5 separate regions of the Sus scrofa genome follow, and regions 1, 2, 4 and 5 are each linked to region 3. A link is a contact called in public HiChIP or PLAC-seq and promoter capture Hi-C data. All regions are on one chromosome and are shown on one strand. Each heading gives the region's core, a stretch centred on a gene start, on an enhancer-like site or on the middle of the called end of the contact. The rest is flanking DNA. Distances are from core to core; before and after follow the strand shown.

What was found. Promoter capture Hi-C pulls out the DNA fragments that hold promoters and counts their contacts. HiChIP or PLAC-seq counts read pairs in DNA pulled down with a chosen protein or histone mark.
Region 1: an H3K27ac HiChIP or PLAC-seq map of skeletal muscle shows a contact between it and region 3. The contact joins the promoter of UGDH here to the promoter of LOC110262080 in region 3. A contact is called at or near these places in 1 of 5 promoter capture datasets (liver), 3 of 47 Hi-C or Micro-C datasets (epiblast stem cells, heart right ventricle and liver) and 2 of 2 datasets of contacts at active chromatin or transcription factors (alveolar macrophages and skeletal muscle).
Region 2: a contact with region 3 is called in an H3K27ac HiChIP or PLAC-seq map of alveolar macrophages. The contact joins the promoter of RBM47 here to the promoter of LOC110262080 in region 3. A contact is called at or near these places in 1 of 5 promoter capture datasets (liver) and 1 of 2 datasets of contacts at active chromatin or transcription factors (alveolar macrophages).
Region 4: a contact with region 3 is called in a promoter capture Hi-C map of liver, with 3 times the contacts expected there. The contact joins the promoter of UBE2K here to the promoter of LOC110262080 in region 3. A contact is called at or near these places in 2 of 5 promoter capture datasets (fetal skeletal muscle and liver), 5 of 47 Hi-C or Micro-C datasets (embryonic fibroblasts, fetal heart ventricle, heart right ventricle and 2 more) and 2 of 2 datasets of contacts at active chromatin or transcription factors (alveolar macrophages and skeletal muscle).
Region 5: an H3K27ac HiChIP or PLAC-seq map of alveolar macrophages shows a contact between it and region 3. The contact joins the promoter of LIAS here to the promoter of LOC110262080 in region 3. A contact is called at or near these places in 2 of 5 promoter capture datasets (fetal liver and liver) and 2 of 2 datasets of contacts at active chromatin or transcription factors (alveolar macrophages and skeletal muscle).

The regions. Positions count from the first base shown.
Region 1 is chr8:30,757,993-30,760,692 of Sscrofa11.1, forward strand. UGDH (UDP-glucose 6-dehydrogenase) reads right to left here and starts at 1,367. Exons shown (of 12, transcript XM_003356899.5): 1 at 1,036-1,367. LOC110262078 (a long non-coding RNA gene) reads right to left here and starts at 1,653. Exons shown (of 1, transcript XR_002346605.1): 1 at 1,141-1,653.
Region 2 is chr8:31,689,377-31,692,097 of Sscrofa11.1, forward strand. RBM47 (RNA-binding protein 47) reads right to left here and starts at 1,381. Exons shown (of 8, transcript XM_021101124.1): 1 at 1,226-1,381; 2 at 915-1,077.
Region 3 is chr8:31,205,474-31,208,173 of Sscrofa11.1, forward strand. It overlaps LOC110262080, which reads left to right and starts at 1,256. Exons shown (of 2, transcript XM_021101118.1): 1 at 1,256-2,388. The coding sequence starts at 1,914.
Region 4 is chr8:30,886,609-30,889,308 of Sscrofa11.1, forward strand. UBE2K (ubiquitin conjugating enzyme E2 K) reads left to right here and starts at 1,386. Exons shown (of 7, transcript NM_001078671.1): 1 at 1,386-1,448. The coding sequence starts at 1,386.
Region 5 is chr8:30,697,919-30,700,618 of Sscrofa11.1, forward strand. It overlaps LIAS (lipoic acid synthetase), which reads left to right and starts at 1,396. Exons shown (of 11, transcript NM_001243462.1): 1 at 1,396-1,539; 2 at 2,526-2,698. The coding sequence starts at 1,495. It overlaps RPL9 (ribosomal protein L9), which reads right to left and starts at 1,271. Exons shown (of 8, transcript NM_001243481.1): 1 at 1,249-1,271; 2 at 753-799; 3 at 547-662. The coding sequence starts at 798.

The DNA of each region.
Region 1 (2,700 bases), core at 117-2,616, 450 kb before region 3:
ACGGCAACGCTGGATCTTTAACCCACTGAGCAAGGGCAGGGATCGAACCCGAAACTTCATGGTTCCTAGTCGGATTCGTTAACCACTGCGCCACGACGGGAACTCCATGAAGACATCCTTTCAATCAGGGTTCTCGACCACTTACCTTACTAGATGCTAGGCACTGACAAACACATCTCAGAGCAGACAGTAAGCTCTTTCATTTCCAGAACTGCCCCCTGCACCTCCCAAGGAACAGACCAGACTACTGTTGCCCATTTCTTAGGGGATTTGAAGAATCTCAAAGAGTCACTGTGTCTTTGAGAGCAGTCAATGAACAGCTACTCCTCTGTATATCTCTGAAAAGTTCACTACTAGTGAATCCCTCTTTTCTACATACCAGAATTCTTGACCTTACTCAGTTATTTTCCTATATATAAAGAGGTACACAGTTTTTCAAGGTCCCACACAAACCTGATATCCCAAGAAAGGCCTTCCCTAACATGAAACAAAGCCATTACACGGTGTGGCGGCCAACAATAGATCCCAGGGCAGCCCATATGAATGTCTTAGGATTTCGTCCTCGAAAGGACTCTGGTTCTTTTTCTCTTTACTCTCTTAAGAAGGGCAGCCGGTGACATGAGGAAAGCAGCATCCTAACCTGTGAGCAGACTATAGACACAAACAAAAGACTAGGATTCTGAGACCAAAATGGGGTCCCTAACCAGAGGACCGCTTTTTTTTTTGGCGGATGTTTGGCTTTCAGAGGCGCCAGGGAAATCTCATTTATTTTACGTCGGAAAGTAGGAGAAAGCAGAAAAAGAGGCGGTTGGAAGACTCAAGAGTCTTAAATAAAAAGCCCAAGATATCCCTCCTCCAGAGCAGCAGATCCAAAAGACGATTCCCGCCCAGAACCCAAAAGAAGAGACGAGGGTCGTGACACTGGACGCTCGGGACTGGAAACAGCACGCACACCCTGCCGGCTCCTTCCACACCCCTCCCCGACCCGGGGACATCCCCACCGGGCGGTGGGGCCAGCCCGGGAAAGGCGCTTACCCACTTCCAAGCACCAAGCACGGCGACCGCTCCTATCTTGACCGCTCGGACAGCTCCTCGCTCTGGGCCGCGCAGCCGCAGCTGCAGCACTCGCGCCCTGCTCGGTCTGATCCCTGTTCACCGCACACCCCTCTCAGGCTGCCAGACGCCTCACCCCGAGTGCCCAGCCGGAGCCCGTATTTAAAGGCTTCCACCGGAGAAGGCGGAGGCTTCATTCCCCGGCAGCCAGGCCCTCCCGGACTCTGCCCTCCGCCGCATCCTTACTCCCCCTACCGCCACGTTAGGCCCGGGACCCACCCCTATTTCCTGCGGGGCCCAGGGGCGGGGGACGGGGCGTGGCTAGTAGGGGCTGGGAGGGGGGCATTCCCCGCCCCCAGCCGAGCCTGGGCAAATCCCCTCGGACCAACTCAGCGGCGCCGCCCCTGCCGGGAGCGGCGCTGGGAGGAGCTGCGTGTGCGGCGGGTCGGCGCTCCAGGGCTACGGCCTCGGGAGAGTCTAGCTCAGGTTCTAGTTCCCGGGTAGTCTGAGGCCAGCTCTTGCCCTCCGGCCCCCGCTTCTCTCCCATTGTGCCTGTCCTGGCTCACTGTCGGGACTGAGATGGTGCCGCGTGCGCGCCAGGTCAGCCATATTCTGGAGCTGGGGGGGGTATTGGGCGGGCTGCGGCCCAAGGGGACCGGAAGGACCAGCCCCCTTTCCGGTCTCCCCATCAGCCTAGCGGGCCGGCCTGGTCTTTCGGGCCCCTAGACCCTGCGGGTCAGACGTATCCAGCGGCTTACTCCATCTCCACGCTTTACAGGCTCGTGGGTCTGCCGCACCCTCCAGGCCCGCCGCACCCTCCAGGCTCGCAGCCCAGGGTTTCGTCAGATTACGGCCTCCTCGCCCCTTCTGGGAAGGAGGCGCCTCATGTCTGAAGGATGATGCTGAATCCGATCATGACTGGACCAGTTCGTACCCTCGCCCTGATCCTTGGGTAGACAAGCGGGGCAGCCACGCCCTCCAGGCACATTTTTCCAGATACTCCTGCCAATTCGGGATTTGAGCTGTCTGTGCATGATATATAGCGGAGAGCATGGAAGATAGAAATGTCGCGTATGAGGAAGAGTAAAATTGACGCATGGAGCCTCCCACTTTTGGGGGGGAGATGGGGCGGCGGCTGGGGCATGTGTAAGTTCCCTGGCCAAGGATGGAAGCTGCGCCACAGCAGTGGCCCAAGCTGCTGCAGTGATAACTCTTGGTACTTAACCCCACTGTTCCATAAAAGAACTCTTGATGGAGCCTCCCACTTTTAATGAAAACAGTTCTGTTCCTGTTTCCCCACTCCAAGGTCATTTTAAACCTCAAATGTAAAAAAAGGCAGAACACTGTAAACCAACTATAATAGAAAAAATAAAAATCATTATAAGAATAAATAAATTTTAAAAATCATGACTTTTTCCCCCTCTCATTAAATTAGAAATTATATCAGAGTTCCCTGTGGTACAGTGGTTTAAGGAATCAGCAGCGTTATCACTGCAGCAGCTGGGGTCGCTGCTGTGACCCAGGTTCCATTCCTGGCCCTGGAACTTCCACAGGCCCCGGGCAGGGGCAAAAAAAAAAAATTACATCAAGTGATATACAGTCAAAGTCAAATACCATTTTGAAAAATGTCATGAGGAAAGTGGTTAT
Region 2 (2,721 bases), core at 131-2,630, 480 kb after region 3:
TAGACTCTGGGAATTCCAGTTTGTCAGAATTTCTTAACCTTGGAAACCTGCAGATGGAAGCTCTGGGAGGACAACTCCCGAGCCCCGGCTTCTCACTGTCCCAAACTGCACATTCCAAAGGGAAGCGGGAGCGATAACCCAAGGCAGTTCTCTGGGGCTAGATTCCAGGCGGGATCGAGAACTTGAAAGCGCGGCGACCCCCTGGCCGAGCGGCACCGGCTCTGCACCCCGGGTAGACGGGCGGCCCGGGAGTCCTGCTGCGTCCGGCGCGGCGCGCGGGGAGCGCTCAGAGTCGCGTCTCGAGCTCTTCCCGGTTCCCTCCTCCCTCCGCCCGCTGCCCTCCCCCAGCCGAGGCCATTCGCCTCACAGTAGCAAGGTTGTCTCTCGTCTACTCCCTTCCCTTAAACTCACCAAACCAGATTTTTACTCCCAACACCGGCAACTTCCCGTAAATCTGCACTGAAATTTTATCCTGCTCGCTGAGCCTCCGCTGGCTGAAGGCCAGTGCAACATTCCTGTTGTTTTAGGAGCGCAGATACCTTTGCTGAAGGTTAAAAAAAAAAAAAAAAAAAAAACTGCCTCGATTGGGAGAGATTTGGGTACTTCACCAAACAGACTCCTCTCGGCGCTCAAAAAGTCACATCCATTTCAGAGTGCCAGAAATAGCCCCAAAAGTGGCACCTGCTCCACCTGCGGACATCTGTCGGAATCAGACGTCTGGCCCCCTTTGGGGCGTTGAGGGAAACCAAGCAGAACCACGTTTGAGGAATAAGGAACCTGCTGTTGAATCACGAGCTGATCAGTACACCCCACCCCCGTCCTTCTCCCTAGTAAAGAAGCCATTTAACCAGGTAGGATCACAGTGAGCCCGGCGGCGGGCCTGGTGGAAGGGGGACCTCCCAGAGTGTCCTTACCTGAGGCCGAGCACCGCTGGAACGAGCAAGGAGAGGAACGTCACGCGGACCAAGCCCTGACCTTTGCCGGGGCCTTAGCAGCAGGGCCTGGGGCCTGGGCGCTCGCTGCTGGTTCAGAAGTGTCTCATTTTAATGCGCTCTGACCTAAAGTTACAGCTGGTTTCTAGAAAGGGAACAAAAAAACACTGCATTTAAAAACAGCAGCCAAGCCCTCCTTTAACCTTGCCTGATCTCGGGGGAGTTGGCTCTAACCCCCACCCTATCCCCAACCCCAAGAAATCCGCAATCTGTGCCCCACCCCTCCGCATTACCTGTTTATACAAGAGTTAAGGAGCCTCACGCATTTCAATAGAGCGCTAAGCCTGTTTGTAGGCGCGTAATCGGCCAACAGGAATCGAATTCTGTGACTAAACAAACTAGAAGAGGAAGCAGGCACCACCAGGAACCTAAAACGGAGTTGTGATTTCGGGTTGCAATGTCATTCAACAGAGGGGAAGGAAAAAAAAAAAAAAGTGCTGCTTCTCGCTGGGCATAGTCATAAAAAAAGTTTTGGTTTTTTTTTTGTTTTTTTTTTTTTTGGCTAGTTAAATGAGTTAATACAAAAAGCTTAGAATGGTGCCTGGCACATTGTGTTAGCCGTCATTATTATTTTATTATTTGTTTGCACTGTGGCTTTCTTTCTCAAGAGGAGAGGGTGTGATCAGAAAAGTGGGTTCTTGATCCAACACTGCCACTCACTAGCTGTAAACCTGTGAGCCAGGTTTTTTCTTTTTTTTTAATCTCTTCCAGCGTCCTTTTTTGGAATTTTCTAATCATGAGATTTTTACAGTTTACACTCATTGTGGACCATCTAGAATGCAATGGGGAAAAAAGTTCCTGTAAAATACCGCGCAACTCATTTTCATCTCACTTGAAAGTTGCCATATTGACAAGATACATGAAGATAAATCAACCTGTACATTCCATGAAGTTTAGTAACAGAAAGGAACTGGGGACCTAGCAATCAACCATGGATGTGTGCTTCATTCTAAATTGGATTTAGGCACTTAATTTGCTGTCTGAATCTGGGAGGGTCACTTACTCTATTTGGTTAAAAGCCAGTGCTGGACAAATACTGGTCATTGCCAGTGAAATAGGGGGAAGTCATTTTTAAACTCCTCATAAATAAACAAAAGTGATTATTGAAAACTAAGATGTGATCAATCCTGACACCCTTTTTCCTCCACTTGACTTCTCTCTTTTTTTTATTTTTTATTTCATTATTTTTTTGTCTTTTTGCCTTTTCTAGGGCTGCACCCACAGCATATGAAGGTTCCCAGGCTAGGGGTCTAATCCGAGCTGTAGCTGCCAGCCTATACCACAGCCACAGCAACTTGGGATCCGAGCCATGTCTGTGACCTACACCACAGCTCACGGCAACACCAGATCCTTAACCCACTGAGCAAGGCCAGGGATCGAACCTGCAACCTCATGGTTCCTAGTCAGATTCGTTAACCACTGAGCCACGACGGGGAACTCCACTTCACTCTTTTTTTATTTTTTGTTTGTTTGTTTTTTCCACACCCATGGCATGTGGAAGTTCCCAGGCCAGGGATCTAAGCCGTTCTATAGCAGCCACAATAAGAGACACAATGGTGACAACGCCAGATCCTTAATCCACTGAGCCACCAGGGAACTCCCTTAACATCTCCCTTAAAGAAGGAAAACATGGTCCTTTTACATGAATGAGGCTCTTTGTACTTTGCTGAGCACTTTCATCCACCTCATCTTATCTGATCTTACAATTCCATCCTATGAAGTACTTTAT
Region 3 (2,700 bases), core at 6-2,505:
TACATGAACTCAAATGAGAATGAGCCTGATAAACAATCCATTTATCCAGTGTTTTAACCTAATGCCTATGTCTCATTCTTTAAAAGATGTGTTCTTTTCCTATTGGCTTAGAATTTAAACCAATAAGGAAGAAGGAAATCTTTGTAAATATTCACAAAGGAAGGCTGGCCCTGTGAATGCTGAGTAAAGATTGCTTTGTTCTTCATTTGAGTCTAACTTTCAAAACTTTCAGATGTTTTTCTTTTATTGGCATAGTAAGCAAACATTTTTTTTCCCTTTAAATATTCAGCCTGGTTTATATCTTGCTGGCTTGAAATATATTTCCAATGTTAAGAATATTTTCTTCTTATTGTTCAGACCTAAGATGTGATTAATGGAAAAATCAACAATTTAATTGCCAGTTTTTATTATTATGGTGAACACATTTCATATGAACAAACTCAATATTAACTTGCTAGATTTGTTTGAAGTTTATAATTACTAGGGTTCTTTCATTCCTAAAGTGGCATATATCACTTTATTAGTCACTTTTAATGGTTGTTCAAAGGCAGAGATAATGTTAGGTTCTCAGCAATAGCTACTTAAATCTTGAGATTCTGAGTACTTTGTTAAAATTTTTGCTGTTTCCAAGTTACTGAAAGTATTAATAGAGATGTCTGTGTTGTAATTTCTTAACAGGGGCTCAAGGGACTTTTAAAAATACAAAAAGTTGTATGGTTGGTTTCATTAGAAAAGTTACCTTTCCTATTAAATATTTCTGATTTCTGAAAAAAACCACTACAATGTTTTCGTGAGTCGGTGTTCCAATTGGACTTATATGAAGATAAAAATTCACTTGCATTTCCCCAAATTTACACTCTGTTTAAAGCGATTACCATAGCAACATGAACAGAGATTCTTCGATGCAAAGGATTACTCTGTCAGGGGCTTATTCTTTTCTCTACGAAAAAACACTGATGGTGGAATAAAAAGTAATTGCAAAGGGAGGGAACCGAGGGAGGAAAAAACGAATAAGCGTAATCACCACCACCAGTAAGCAAGGGTGAAAAATTCGTGTACCTGAAAACACTGAACATTTCACGTCAGAACAGAGAAGAAACAAACCCAGGAAAGCAGGGTTTAGGAGGAAGAAAAAAAGGAGCAGACTTGGGGCACGGTCTAATAACACAGCGATCGTAAAAGGGAGGAAAACATCTTTGCTTTTTTTGGCACCTGAAAACTGAAGCTCTAAGCAGGGCAAAGGCCAGCGCCTGCGGTTCTACGTTGCAAACATGCACTCGTTTTGTGCTTCTGCCAGCGTGTTCAGACCGCGCGTTGGCAGCGCCAGCGGGGGCCGGGCAGTGCTGGTCCGGGCCGCAGCCGACCCCTTTGTCTCTCGGCTCCGAGGCTGCCGCCCGAGCGCGCAGAGGGGCAGCGGGCCGCGCTCCCGGAAACCTTCGGTGGGCAGCGCGGCGCGCGCGGGGGCGGGGTTCGCGCGCCTACAGTCGCCGTGGCCTTGCACCTCCCGACTCAACAGTCCGGTTAGGCCACGCCGAGGCCGCCTGGTTCGTCCCGCGGTCCCTCCCAACTTGCTGCCGGGACCCGCGCGCAGGCGGGCCCGCCCCGCTCTCATTTCCTCCCCCGCCTAGACCAGCGAGTACGACCTTGTGTTGCTGTTTTGCCTTTGGGGCTTGAGAGAGTGGCGAGGTTTAGAAACGGCTGTGGTCGACCGCGCCACTTATTTCCGCAGAAATTTCGGGCCCCTTAGTGCTACGTTCACCAGCTCAAAACGGCTCCCGCCTTCCCGAAACTCCGACCCATTGAAAAGGGCTTGCTCCTCCATGTGACCCCAGGACAAGGGAAGGGGGAAAAGACGTCAGGCTTTCGGGCGAGCTTTCTTGGCGGAGGTGCGGGGTGGCGGGAAGACCGGTCCGATGCGGCAGAACCGGCCAGGCCAGGACTCGCTCGCTAGGGAGCGGGAAAGGCGGGAGCGCCGGCGGGCAGGGGTCGCCCGGGCCGGCCGAGACGCCCAAGCAGACCTCGGGGACGCACCAGAGGTCGCGGCGGGGAGCCAGCGGGGGTGGGGGAGGCGGAGGGCGGCGATCCACCTGGGCGACGTGGCAGCCATTCCCTGTTCCCCGAGACCCCTCCCCATTCGGCCGCCCACCCGCCCCCTCGCGGCTGGCTGCTGTGAGGCTGCTCTTCCCCGACCGGACGAAGAGCGGCAGTGTCTCCCCGCCCGGCACTCGCCGCGCGTCTCCCCCCCGCGGCCGTCGCTGCTCGCCAGCCCTGCACCGCGCCGGAGAGCGCAGTGGCGGCGGCGGGAAAGGGCTGCGGACCCGCGGCGCCGCGTCGCACACTCGACGACGCGGCCCCGGCCTCGACGCCCTCCGCCCGCTCCTGGAGCAGGTAAAGGCAGCGGGTGGGAGGCAGGGCCGGGGAGAGGGTCCGGGAGGGAAAGGATCCCGGGGTCCCCGAACCGGAGCGGAGGGCCTGAGGCAGCAGCGGGCGGCGCTGCGACCGAAACCTCAGTCCCCGAACGTGGGAGGCCGGCTCGGGCCGCCTCCAGTCCGGCCCGCGGGCCCGGCCGCCCGGACGGAAGGGGAGTGAGGCGTCGGCGAGAGGCGGGCCCTGGCGTGCTGCCCGAGGTCGGGCGAAGGCGGGGGCCGCGGTCGCCTCCCCTGCCTCCTAGTCCCTGGCGGGCCTCCAGGCCCTTGACAC
Region 4 (2,700 bases), core at 136-2,635, 320 kb before region 3:
TGTCACTGCAGCGGCTTGGGTCACAGTTATGTCGAGGGTTCGATCTCTGGTCCAGGAACTTACAAATGCCGCAGGCTCGGCCAAAAGAAAAAAACACTCAAAACCCCCCCAAATCCACAACCATATTACTTATTGGAAACTTTAGCAACCGCTTTCAAATTTACTTTCCATTTAAAACATTTTAGTCTTATCGTTACTCATTTATTCATTCAATATTTATTAAGGGCCTTAATAGGCACCAGGCACAGTTGTAGATCCTAGGTTTAAGTAAGTAAAGCTGCCCTTCTCGCCCAAGAAACATCTACTACTCCATTTTTCACTTTAATATATAAACTATTTTCACATGTTCAGTGGTTCCCACTGTGTGGCTCCAGAAGCAGCGGCAGGAGCAGCTGCATCTGGGAACTTGTTACAAATGCAAATTATTAGGCCCACCCTATACTCTAGGAATGGGGCCCAGCAATCCGTTTTCTTTTTATTTTTTAACAAGTTATTCAGGGATCCTAATGTACATTCGAGTTCCAAAACTATGGTTTTAGTTCCAGGGCTTGGTATTAATTACCTAAGCAGGTCAAAGATCAACACCTGGCTTCTAAATTCCATGGAGTACTGGTCTCAAATAAAATTGATGAGACCCATACTTAACTTTATAATTTGTTGTACCTGTTAAGATCCTGGAATGATCGTAGTAATAGCAGCACCGTAAGAGCTTCATAACAAAAATGAACCTCAGTGCATTTGCCGGGCCTACACCAAGAAAAAATAGGCCAGACTGAATTCCAGGACAGTGTTTTCAGACACTAAACACAGGCAGGCACACTAAGCCTGTGGGTTCTGGGTCTGGCTGAGTCAGGGCGGCGCTCCAAACCGAGTGGAGCCGCGTGAACCCGTCAGGCTGGACTCGAACCTTCGGTTACAGGCCACGGTCTGGAAGCCTGGACCATACACCTGGTTCGAAGAGGGGCAGAGACGCCTGAGAGGACCGAGGAGGCCGGGGCAGCGCTGACCAGCGCGGAAGCCGCACCCTCCAGGCCTCAGACGCCGGCAGGGCGGAGCCACGCGGCCGCAGCTCGGGCAGAGACGCGCGGCGCGGGGCGGCGCGGCGCGGGTTCGCAGCTGAGGCGTATGGGGCTACAACGGGAGCGGCTGCGCCGCCCGGTCAGGTCAGCGTCGTGCGCAGGCGCGGACCTGGCGCCATTTTGGTGGCCGGGCGCGGAGGTGATTCCACACTGAGGAGAGCGCGGCGGCCGGAGTGGCAGTGGCAGCGTTCGTGTGCTCTGGTGTGAATCGCCGAGGGAGGAGGCGGTGGAGGAAGAGGTGGCGGCGGTGGCGGTGGTCGTAGCGGTGGCGGAGGAGGCGGGTACGAATCAGCTGCGGGCGGAGACATGGCCAACATCGCGGTGCAGCGAATCAAGCGGGAGTTCAAGGAGGTGCTGAAGAGCGAGGAGGTCAGAAATGAACTCCCGAACGTCCCCCACCTCAGCCCATGGCGGGAGGGTCCTTCCACTGGCGTCCCCAATATCCCTAGTAACGCCCGAGTGGCCCTCTTTGCGGCCGCCCTTCTGCCTGTGGGGAAGCAGCAGTCTCCCCCTCCTTCCGCCGCCTTCCCCTCCCCTTCCAGGGCCCTGGGATGGACGGTCTCGCGGGCGGGTGATCTGGAGAGGAATCAGATTGGGGGGGGCAGATGGAGAAGGGGGCGCTTAGACGCGGGGTGTGAGCTCTTGAAAGAGCCCCTAGATAGTGGCAACAGCTGGAAGTGTGGTTGTAGGGTGGGGAGTGAGCAGGCCGAGCCTGAGAAAACCCGGGAAGTAGGTTGGGGGAAGGGGAAAGGTGGTAACTGGATCCCGAGAGCTGCGCTGCTCAAAGGCCCTCACTTTTAAGGGTATTCTGGGTTGTAGCCGATCTGGCCGCCGCTGTCCTTTCCTTAGGGAAGGAGCGATGAGAGTTCCTAGGTATTGATGAAAGAAGGCCGTTCAGAGTTACTCCCTTTTAGTTGGGTGTTGGAAGAGAGAGCAAGACATAATGGGGTACTGTCTATATTGTTTAAGTGGGGGATAAGGGCATTGCCACTTGAGATAGGAAATTAATTCCATGTTAGAGAATTATCTCATTTCCACTTACCCCCAAATCCTAGGCCTCTTTTTTGTAGGCACCTAAAGCTTTTTGACTAGGTAAAGGCAGGTTGTTTGGTGTGTTAAAGACATTTAAATATTTATAGCTGGGATTAGGACATATAATGGAGTGTATGAGTAGCTTATTTTAAAATGTTTACAAGTTACAGATCAGAGTCTGTTTTAAGACATTGCCTCTGTGACACTGCTGTGTTGTGCCATGAAACTTCATTATGATGTCCCTCATAGTTAACTTGATTCTTACTATTGAAAAACAGTGCTATTAAAAAAAACATGAGGTTTCAGCAGATTAATACATTGTTATATCTCCTTATTAAACATGACATTTCAGCAGATTAATAAATACATTGTTATATCTCCTTATCCCAACATCTATCTGAAAGGATTAAAAAGTTTTTTTGTCTCAAGCTCCTCTTGAGTCCTGTAGAACACTCTAGTGTTGGCCACATTTATTAATATGTTTTAAATGTTTTAGTAATTTAGTAATTTGACTCAATTATGAATCAGTGTAATTTTTCATACCCAAATCAACGAGAATGCTAGGTTGTTTTTCCTTGTTGGATTCAAC
Region 5 (2,700 bases), core at 146-2,645, 510 kb before region 3:
TTGGACACTAAATTATAAGATAAAACATTGAACCTCAATTCCATAATTTCTCAAAAGTTTTTATTTCTTCTATTATGGTTGACTTACAACATTCCATCAACTTCTGCTTTAAAGTCACTCATTCATACATATAAATATTCATTCCTTTTCTCACATTATCCTCCTTCATGTTCCATCACAAGTGACTGTAGTTCCCTATGCTGTACAGCAGGATCTCATTGCTTATCCACTCCAAATGCAATGTTTGCATCTACTAACCCCAAACTCCCAGTCCATCCCACTCCCTCCGCCTAGACTAGAACAGACTAGAACCAATAGTCTGTTCCCCAAGTCCAAGAGTTTCTTTTCTGTAGGTAAATTCTTTGGTGCTGTTAGACTCCAGAGAAAAAATTATCCATCAAATGGTATGTCTTTCTCTAACGTACCTCACTTGGTATGAGTCTCTATTCCATCCATGTTGCTGCTCAATTCTGTAGTTTTTAAAACAACTTGATATTCTTAAATTACAACTTTCCAAACAAACTGAGGTGATTAAACAAAACTCACCCTCTTCTTTTTCTTTCCAAGGAGACTGAGTTCTACATTGATGTGGTTGAAGTCCCTCCTCAGAGTGCCTCTGGGGCCCTTCACAATGACTGTGCGTCCTTTTAGTGTGATGTCGACTATGAAAGAAACATACTCGTGAGGCATCGAAACAAATTAGAACGCACGCAGTAAAAACATATGAAAAAAGCAAGCACCAAGTCTCCTACCATTTTCTGGAATGTCGACAGTCTGATTGCTGAGAATGGTCTTCATTCTGAAACACAAACACTTGGGTAAGAAGGTCGCACAGGATTTGTTTTGGGCCGAACTACCTTGCACAGAACTCCACTCCTACCAGAGACCGGCAGGCAAAAATCTCGGGGAGGATACAGAGGACTAATCCCGGAAACGGCCCCAGCTGCGCCTTGGCTTGGAAGGAGCAGCTCCTAAACAGTTATTAAAAACCCAGCGGGCGAACTCCCGGTCAGCGCAGCTCTGGGAAGTCCTATCAAGTCGGCGCCATCCCGGCAAGGCTGAAGGGCGGCAGTAGGCCTAAAAGCCCAATACAAGGCTCGAACCCCATCGCCACCAGACTCATATGACGCTCGCCGCGCAGGGAGACAAACAAGACACGGTTTCCGAGGGCCACACCCGCACCTCTGGCTTTCCCAAAGCCGATGCCTTCAGATTCCCAAGGCCCACCGAATACAGAATCCACCTTACCTCGCAGTAGATGCGGCAAAGAGAGAGCGTCTTTCGTCATCACGCTTTTGTAGTACGTAAGGGTCCTGCGTATGGCGTCATAAGCGCGCGACACCACGAGGCTAAAGCAGCCAATCGTAGAGCAGCGCAGGTTCCACCGGGTCAGTGTTGGCTCAGGTTGTTTGTCATAAGTGGAGCGACGGTGTGTCCTTCTCTTTTCCCGGGAATTAGTGATTGTTCCTCCCTGCCAGAAAAAAAAAGTGCAGGATGGCTCTACGCTGCCGGGGCGCCGTCCGCACTGTATGCCCCCGGGTGAGCGGCGGGGCGAAAAGGGAGCGGGCGTGGGGTGGGGGTTCCCATCCCTGAAAGTGCCCGATAATGCCAGCGCTTACCCGGCGTTTACTTCTAGCCAGGTACTGTTCTAAACATTTTTCGTATAGCGTCTCATTTAATTCTGACATGGTCATGAAGTTAAGACCTGATACTGGTTTTTTTGTAAGTCTGTGGCCCGCGCTCTGAGACCTTTTTTCCTGCTATCAATGCAATGATTTGTACTCTTGTATTTATTGGAGCACTATAGAAGCGCTGCAATGAAACTCCAAATTACTACTTGGTGTTGGTGTCTCCTGTGTACTAGACACCACTTTGGGCGATTAAAACCCAAGTCTGTGCTCCAGGCTTGAGCGAGAGACCTGGGCAAGTACAGTAGCTATCGTGCAGCATCCTAATAGGCACTCTTTTTTTTTTTTTTTTTTTTTTTTAATAGTTGAAGGTTCTTTTGCTTTAACAGTACTACCTCTTGAATTTTATGGTGTTTTGTCTGTCTTGTACATGTATGTGTTCAAATCTAGAAACCGATGGCTTCTTATGGTCAACAAATACATGAGTGACTTCCTTGTTCACACACAGTATAACCAAGAAAATTAAAACATTAGGTTTAGTTTCCCTTCTTCCACTTCTCTGAAATCAGCTGAGAACTACCTCCGTGTTTTAGCAGGTATTCTTATTCAAGCCCAAAGCAGAGAGATTAATTTCAAATTTCATTTAAACATACTTGACTCAAGTCAGGAATAGAAAATTCAAAGCTGTAGCTCCCATTCTCCTTTGGGTTTGGTTTGTTCTCCTTGGGTCATCTTTAATTTCAGATTCTGAGCTCCTTACATTGAGCTCGTAAATAGATTAACATAATTTCTGAATCAGTTCTGTGGCTTTACCCATCCTTTTAGGTATTAAACGAGTTTAATACTAAGTTATTCCAAAGCCCCCTAAATAAATGTCACAATGAACTCTTTCTGTAGGTATTTGGAAGATATTTATGCAGTCCAGTCAGAGCAATAAGTTCCTTGCCAGATAAAAAAAAGGAATTTTTACAGAATGGACCAGACCTTCAAGATTTTCTATCTGGTGATCTTGCAGACAAGAGCACCTGGGATGACTATAAAGGAAACCTAAAACGCCAGAAAGGAGAAAGGT